Regions from separate parts of the Mus musculus genome. Here region 2 is linked to region 1. The links are chromatin contacts, called in public HiCAR-type maps. All regions are on one chromosome and are shown on one strand. The core of a region is the stretch at or near the end of the contact, and the rest is flanking DNA. Distances in the headings are between cores, read along the strand shown.

Region 1 (4,129 bases), core at 984-3,483:
AAATTGCTGGACTATCTGCTCCCCATCTCAGACTACGGCTGCATATGGTAAGAATAAAGAGGGAGCCTCAGCTGAAACCCGCACGAGACAGCTCTCACTCATCTGGGAACAGAGTGGGCCGGACAAACGTTCCCTCAAAAGGCATGGACATTTGGACGGAGCTGGCGACTGGAAGAGAATGATGTTCTCTAGTTTCAGCCATTAGTGAACCAACTAACAAACACAATGGCGGTGTTGTTATTCCCTGGCCATAAGCAACAGGGCGCTGTGTGTGGGCAGCAGTTTAGTAGGGAGGAGGATAAGCCGACCCCTTTTTGTCCTATTGATTTTTTTCCTATTTGCATGACTTGAGCAAATTAAATGATGCAATATGGCTTTTTGTTACAAAACAAAGTGAGAGGTACCACCCAGACACATATGTTGATTCGCAGGAGCTGTTTACATGATAATAGGGTGAAATCTACCGTGAACTGAGCATAAAAATTAGATTCAGCTTGGGCATTTTTTTTTTTTTTTTTTTTTTTTTAGTGCCTGGGCCAGCAAGAGTGGAGCACAAGTTTTCCAAGTGTCTCTCAGACCTTGACAACTGCAGGCTTGTAACAGGAATTCTTAATTAAACCTAAAATGGGCAAAGAGAGGGGAAGCAGAGACACCTGATTGTTTATCTCCCCGTGCAGTGATTGTTAATGACAGGATCCCACAGACAGCACACAGCACAGCATCCCATGTAAAAATAAATCTGATGCAGAATCAAGACCAGTGACCTCTTGCACTCGGGGCAGATACTTCTTGGATAAGCTAATCATGCATGGGAAGTTCATATGTCATCACTCAGAAATATAAGTTTCCAGACAAGATCCTCCTAGACTACGGAGTACCAGTGAAAACCTGGATCCACGATACAAGAAGGACAAACCACCGAGTAAGAAGGTCCAGCAAAATCTCCCAAGTTCTTCAGTACCAGGAGTTCCCTTCTCCTGACTTAACACATTGTCATGCACGCTAGACCCTTCAGATTGGGTTTAGGATCATAAACCAACAGTGCCCGGAGAGCCTTTATAATTCAATCTGCTCGCTAGTTAGAGCACGTGGAGAAAACTGAACAAATCTTTTTTGCCCCCAGAAAAGTAAACCGGAAACCACAGCCACCCTAATTTACAGTTTCACCTCACCAAGTGCTCCATTTGATCCAAAATACAGCTAATCTCGATTCTTTTGAAATATTTGCTCAGACCAGGACGCGGGTACCACAAAAAGTCTCTCTCTATAGATAGGCAAGTTTGACCAGCATCCCCACAACCGACTCCAGAGCAGGAAGAGCTATCTATCTGCACACTGCTGAGAACACACACCCAAAACACTTAATCACCTTAGAAAAGTTATCACAACTACTTAGGTTTGGACTCTCTTGCAGTTATCAGCATCTCAGCAAGCTACACGTACGAGGCAGGGGACTGCCTACCTTGTTCTCCAGACGCCCCAATCCAGGGCTGTCACTCTGCAGGCAGCAAGATACTCGTGGGTAGAAGCCACCACACAGGATCTCTCCTCCACTGAGCAGCTCCAGCTGGGACATCACCCGCCTGTCCCTTCTCTTTAGGCGCTTTGGGGGGTTCCCATTCAGGCACCGTCTCCTTCTCGCTCCGCTCCCCTCGTTCCTTTCCCCAAACTTCGCATCTCCTTCAAAGAAGCCCAGAGCCACGGCCAGCAGTAGCAGCTTAAACGAGAGCATCTTCAGCATCGTCTGCCCGGAGCAGCAAGGGCAGGACGCGGGAGGATGGGGTGGGGGAAAGGCCACTGCCCAGCAGGGGCACTAGGGCGCAGCTCCAGGAGAGTGCTGCGGGGCGGCGGGACGCTCTTGGGGGCAGAGGGAGGTGGCTGGGAAAGAAAGATGTAGAGCTATGCAACTTTGCCTTAGGGCAGTAGGAGCAGCAAGATAAAGTGCAGATGACACTTGTCCGCAGCCTTGCCAGCGTCTGTTGGGTTAGGGGCTTTCCACAGCGGTTGGGAAGTGGGAGGAGAAGGAGTTGGAAGAAGAGGAGGAAGGAGAGGAGAAGAGAGTCATAGAACTTCGCTTGTCCGCTGAATGGGAGTTGTTTAGGTGAGACAGTAGCAGGAACCGAAAGGGCGGCGGTGGTGGCAGCGGGCCGGGCGGAGGCAGGGTTGGCGCTGGGCTCCCGAGGATGCTGAGGTCTCCTCTGCCGGCGGCTGCAGCTTCTCACACAGCCTCTCATGTTTCGCTCCCTCTTTTCTTCTTCTTTTTAACTAGCGCGCGGGGAGGTGCTGCCACCGCGCGCCCCTTGACGTCACCGCCGCTCGCGCGCCCCCGCCTGGGATGGGGGAGAGAGGAGGGGGCGGCCCAGGAGCTAGCGCTCGCCGGGGCCCAGGGTGGCCTCCGGCTGCGACGGGGCGGGGACGGAGGAGCCGGGGGGGGGGGGGGGCCGGGGGGGGGGGACACGGACGAGGGAGCCCTCCGAGCCAGCCTCTGGGGCTCGGAACCTGGAACGCAACGGTGCCGGGGTGGGGGTGGCCTGGCCATTGATGCCCAGCCTGGGAGGAAAGTACGTTGCTGCCACTCAAGAAGATGGGGCTGATGCTCCCAGATGGTGTGAGTAAAGGGGGACAAGGAGAGGTGAGAAGGGAGGAATCTTTGCCTGGCTTTGCCCACCAGGTCTGGTTCCCTCAGCCCAGGGAGGGATGGACTCAGTCAGTGGGCTGGAGCTGGCGTCTGGGAGCTTGTCGGTGCCTTTCCCTCTCTGGCAGGCATAGACAAATGCTGCTGGTCTTCAGTGATCCTGGAGATTAAGAGAGGAGAAAGAACCCAGATGCTGCAAGTTTCTGTGTAGGCTGAGGTGGTTTGGAGACTTTTGCAAAGGGCCACCCACAGGTCCTCACTGAAGTTCTTGGAGGTACTGCAGTGGGCACAGAGACACATGTGCTTAGAAGGGTTGGGTATCCCAGAGAGGGCTGAATCTGAGTCCTTCTCCAGGCTTATGCAAGATGGCCTAAAGGGACCACCTGTACACCCAGACTAAGTCGTCTGGAAGACACCTGTAGATATCTCAAACTGGCTGTACTGTGTGCATTTATAAAGTACATGTTACGCACACACCCCTGGGCACAAACTTTCTGGTGTGCAAATATAGAAGAGGAAGAATTTAATCTCCTATGTAAAGTATAGAAATACAAGCACCACATAACTCTATAAGTACAAATAAATTTCCCTTTTCCCTAACTGGACAAGTTCTGCTTAGAGCATTTCTAGAAAGATGTCCATATTATTAAGAGCTATGATTTCACGTTTACTGGAGCCCCGTGGCATTGGGACAAACCTCCCAGGAGCTGCACACGGAATGTGAAATGTGCTTTTTTTTTTTTTTTTTTTTTCTATTTGGGAACTTCATAGGGAAGCTGATTTCCTTGTAGATGGCTTCTGATGAGGGGATAAGGCTGTTTTTCCCATTTTGGCAATAGAGGAATGTTCACCATATTTGGAAACAGATTTCATGAAGCCCCAGTGAAAGTTGGTGGAGGATGAAGCTGGTAACTGATGGCGTTTCAAGTGCTATCAGAGGCTGGGTGAGCCTCGTCCCTGGATGCTGGATTACATTTTATGTGTGAAGTTAGGAGTTTCTAAAGCAAAAGAAGTGTCCTGTTAGAATAAACCTAAAGCCTGCAGAGACATTTGGCCTAGCCCCCAGCTTAAGCAAATGCCCGCCCCCCCCCCCCACCCCCACGACTGCCCTGCATCACTGTGGACCTGTTACTGGGAAAACTACTCTGGTTTCCGTGGCTAACATTCATTCTGCCTACAAGTCTTTGGATATCAAATACATCACACTAAGGATTTTAAGACTTTGAAAAGTCTCACTTTTGAAGCTCTTGATATGAGTTCTATCAAAAACAAGCTTCTGGCATAATTCCATGTAATTCAGATCCCAGAACACGTCTACATGGGTTTAAGGTTTTTAATTCCTAAATTCTATCTTAATGTCTTTTCCTAGAATGAAAATCCTTCTAAAATATGTCAGGTGTTCAAGCTTCCACTCCTAAGTGATAAATTCATGTTAATACTGTTGGGTCAGGGACTCTGTGCTGAACACTTCCAGGTTAAGCCCACTTGACGTAA
Region 2 (4,129 bases), core at 647-3,146, 200 kb after region 1:
TTTGCTCCCAAGAGCCTTCTATAAATGTTCAACTCAGTGCACTTATGTGTGAGGAACTTCACATAGGACCATAAGGGGCAAGCCAATGCAAGTAGGGTTTGAACTTCTTTCTTAGAAAAAGCAGCTAACCTTTTACATTTCAACATCAATGTCCTGATAAAAATGTGTCCCACGGAAAAATACAGGTTTGGAAGCTATATTATCCTGGGAAAGTAATGCTCACCTTGTTCCACTCTCCACACACTGGGTGTGCTTCTCTAAATACTTCCTCATGGTCCTACCAGCTTAATTTGTCCATTTATCTGTATATAACTTTTTCATAATAGCCCACATTTTAAATCTTTATCTTCTTCCATATATGAAGTACTTGTCTTATGACAGAAGGTATGCAGTGCACAGTGCATAGTCCAAGGTATGATCTTTCTTACCTAGAACCCCCTTAGCTGCTACATACAAATGTACCTGTATAAAAGTCATTATTGGCGTTACGGATTTGTTGGTTGGTGATCTGGTACATAGGGTGGAAGCTGCAGGATCAGTGCCCTGCTTTTTACCAGCAAGGATAAAGCTGAGGAAACTGGATATACTTGTAAAAGAGGGGAGTCTGCAGATGGTACCTGAGTCACCCAGTCAGTTATTCAATGACAGGGGATCAGCTTGAGTTTTGAAGAGTAGAAGGACACTATTTAAATTAGTTAAATAAGTGTAAAGTACTGGGTACACTCTCATCAAGAATAACAACTTGGAAATTGCTATCTTTGTAACTTTGGAAACATTGACTTGTTTTGAAGACAGTCTTTTAATCAGGGACATGTTGATGCTTTCAAAAGTCTTTTTATTACTCGGTTGGGAGTGTAAGATTATTTGGAAAAGTCTTGGAGAAAGTTGTGGAGTCTTTCTCTGGAAACTGTAAACATTACATTTCTAATTTCAGTGACTCCTGGTAAGCTATAGCTCTTGTAACAGTTATACTAATTGTTGAACAAGATAAAGGGCAGTCTGTACCAACCCTAGGGTATTCCTAGGTAGTAAACACTATTGCCATTCTGCCACAGGGCACTAAGGATTAGATGGAGCAAACCAACTGTCTGTAAGAGTTTGACCAACATCTTGGTAATTTGTCCCTCTCTGCTTCTTTTCTTTTTCCCTGTGACTCTCTAACTCATTTCCCTGACCAACCTCGGGTAATGGTCTCTTTATCAGGCGTCTGGCTACTGTTTGCTTTAGGGAATAGCAAACAAACTCTTGGCTTCCTTGAGGCGACTCCTGGAGCAGACAGCCCCATCACTCAGTGTGTTTACAGAAATTAGATATGTGTTTGTGTTGGCACATGAGTGACATTGTGTGAGACTTCACATTCCTCTTCCAGGGGTGGCATGAAGTAGAGCAAGATGATACGTGAGTCTTAAGTGATAAAGAACATAATATATGGCATCAAAAGGAAGAAATCATGTTGTTTTTTTGTGCCAGAAATAAAGACTGAGATCCGAACTTGGGAAGCCGGCTCTAGGCTGGGATCCAATTGTCTGAAGCGCTGTGAATTTTATGAAGGTTCCAGCTATTAGGCTCTCTGGGGAACTGAACAGGTTGGCAAGGCTGCTGAGGGAAATAGGAAGTTGTAAAGGAAAAGGTATTTTCCAAGCTCCATGAGGTGTCATCTAATGGGGCCACTGAGGAGATGCTGAGAGAAGGTTCAACTGCCCGTCAGCACGTCCACGGGGGACTGACTCTTCCATGTCCTGGCCTTCCATTTCTCCTGAAGACAGCTAATGTTACACTGAAAATTACCATCATGTAAGTTTAGCCAAGAAGAAGCTGCATCCAAGTCATGCTAACCCCACCCTGACAGAACTGTGGGTGAGTCAGGCTTTCCTTGGGATTCTCAGGGAACCTTCTGTGAATCCAGAGAAAATCCCTTAGGAAGTCATGCCTAACCAGAAAGACTGCTGGGGCAGCATGAATCTATCAGAGGAGAGGAAAAACACTATCTTCCTCAGGATGAATGAGGGGTCTGTTCCCTCACCACAGTGTCTCTGAAGTGCCACCCAGAGCCACACCTCGGTGGTGAAATGACCCATTTTCTGCAGGTTGCAGACTAGCTGCAAAGACGGCCTGTCAGAATTTTCAGCCTCCCTGTCCGCTTCTCCATTTCCTCAGCTGAAGTCACTCCGTTAGCTTCTCACCATGAAGGAATGGAAAGCTCTTTGATGGATCTGACATGACACAAATTGAGCATTTCTGCTCTGCCTCCAGCGATTTGTCTTTGCCAGCTAGCGACACTCCTATGCATTACAACTTATCTGAGCGTCATTTGGCAGGGCAGACAAGGGTGATGCAAAGGACTCTAGAGTAGCCAAAGGAACTAGTGAGCTTCAAAAGTAAAAGCCATGGCAACTGTTTTGCAGCTAACTTAAAGTTGTTAAGCAAAAATTCTGGGGATCGCTGACTTTACAACACTTCATGAATTCATTTACTCTATAATTTATTCTGCTTTTTATGTGTTCACAGTCCTATGAATCTCCAAAAGATGAATAAAATAGCTCATGTTTCTCAAACGGCTTTCTACATGACATAGTTTGTGGGTGAGATATCCCACAATATGAGTTTAAGTACAAATGTCCAGAGGGCACCATGGCATCACAACAAAATAAGATGTTTGATGCTTACCACGCAAACACTGAGTATATGTTGGATATTCTGCTTTGTCCAGAAAACATGCATCATTCTAGTGATTCAAACCATTGAAAAGAACTTGAAAGGAAGTTTCAGGAAGAGTGAGATGCATTGTGTCCAAGAATGAAAATTTCAAACTATAAGTTTAAAATGTTTTTTTAAAAAATATGACAGAACATTTGGGTAGATATTTGGCCAGTGTTCATACTGATTTTGAAAATATATAATGAAGTATTAATAATTAAATTTGTGTAGCACTGTCTCTACAGTTATTTCAAGTAAATAACAGAGAATAAATAAGTATGTGTTAAGTGCATGCACACATGAATAGATAAATAATTAACATTTATTTGAAAAAGAATTCTGTCAAATCCATTAAGAATGAATGGTGTAGAAAAAAAAAGACTATGTTATGAAAGACTACTTATTCAGTTGAAACAATGTATTTAGACTATGAATCTTCTAAATGTTAAATTTAATTCAGGTAAGTAATAGTGGTAATGTAACAAAAAGAGGCATTTATAGTAAAGTGGAAACTCAGATTCATAAATAAATAGTCTTTAGAATTTTCTTACCATTAGCTTCTCATAGTAAGGTTATTTAAGCACCTCTTTATAGATTTATAGCTAAAACTAGGAAATCATTATCATCTCTTTTCTTTTATATGGTTTCTCAGCTCATCTAAATCCACTTTCCTGTAGCTCCAAAACTAGAGACCTACTTTCAAGAATAATGTCAAATTACTACTAGATTAACTTATTATTGTTATATAAATAGTAAAGCAATATATTCTATACTGCAGGATATGAACAATCTTTGAACTCTTGATTTTCACTATTTACTGTTCTAGAAATTGAATATTCTACAAACATATGCACTAAAGATGATTTTCTTTTTTCAGTTAATTCCATTAACAAATATAGTTTGTAACCATTATAGATTATCACATTGACTAAGATTAAACATACTAGAGCCATGCAATGGTGGCACATGACTATAATCCCAGCACTTGGGAGGCAGAGTTCAAGGCTAGTCTGGTCTATAGAGGTGAGTTCCTGGACATCCAGGGCTTCACAGAGAAACTCTTTCTCAAAAAATAAAAAATTAAACAAAAATCAGAGAGAGATAGAGAGAGAGAGAGAGAATGTTGTATTTTCATTTTTTCATATAATTATTCCGATTTGAGTTAGTCTTAAGAATTTTGAAGTAACATTCAGTAAGAGTATTACAAAAATAAATGGAAAGGTAAGATTGAAAAGAATCTTCAGCATTAAAGAAAAATGTTTGGCCTTGTTAAATATGTAAACAAGTAGGGGAATTCAGTAAGTCCTGGGTCATAAAGAAACACTTTAACTTCTCCTGGCATGTAACGTGGGAAACCCTGCATGATATACCTGAAACTACTAGAGAGACAGAATACAGTTCTTAGGACATGTCACCAAAGCATGGTTTTCCT

What was found. HiCAR-type assays count read pairs that join an accessible place to other places.
Region 2: a contact with region 1 is called in a HiCAR-type map of fibro-adipogenic progenitors, with 3 times the contacts expected there. The contact joins the enhancer-like site here to the promoter of Hhip in region 1. A contact is called at or near these places in 6 of 39 promoter capture datasets (the HPC-7 cell line, HPC-7-derived erythroid cells, cranial neural crest and 3 more) and 1 of 115 datasets of contacts at active chromatin or transcription factors (fibro-adipogenic progenitors).

What each region holds. Positions count from the first base shown.
Region 1 is chr8:80,055,775-80,059,903 of GRCm38.p6, forward strand. It overlaps Hhip (Hedgehog-interacting protein), which reads right to left and starts at 2,234. Exons shown (of 13, transcript NM_020259.4): 1 at 1,463-2,234. The coding sequence starts at 1,741. RefSeq lists an enhancer at 1-702.
Region 2 is chr8:80,252,470-80,256,598 of GRCm38.p6, forward strand. No RefSeq gene overlaps it. Among named protein-coding and RNA genes, the nearest start is that of Gm39208, 30 kb to the right of the region's middle. Within about 2 kb of position 1,897, at least 10 of the 459 cell types and tissues checked have an H3K27ac peak or open chromatin away from gene starts, as enhancers often do. A contact at or near this core is called in fibro-adipogenic progenitors, where this site is marked.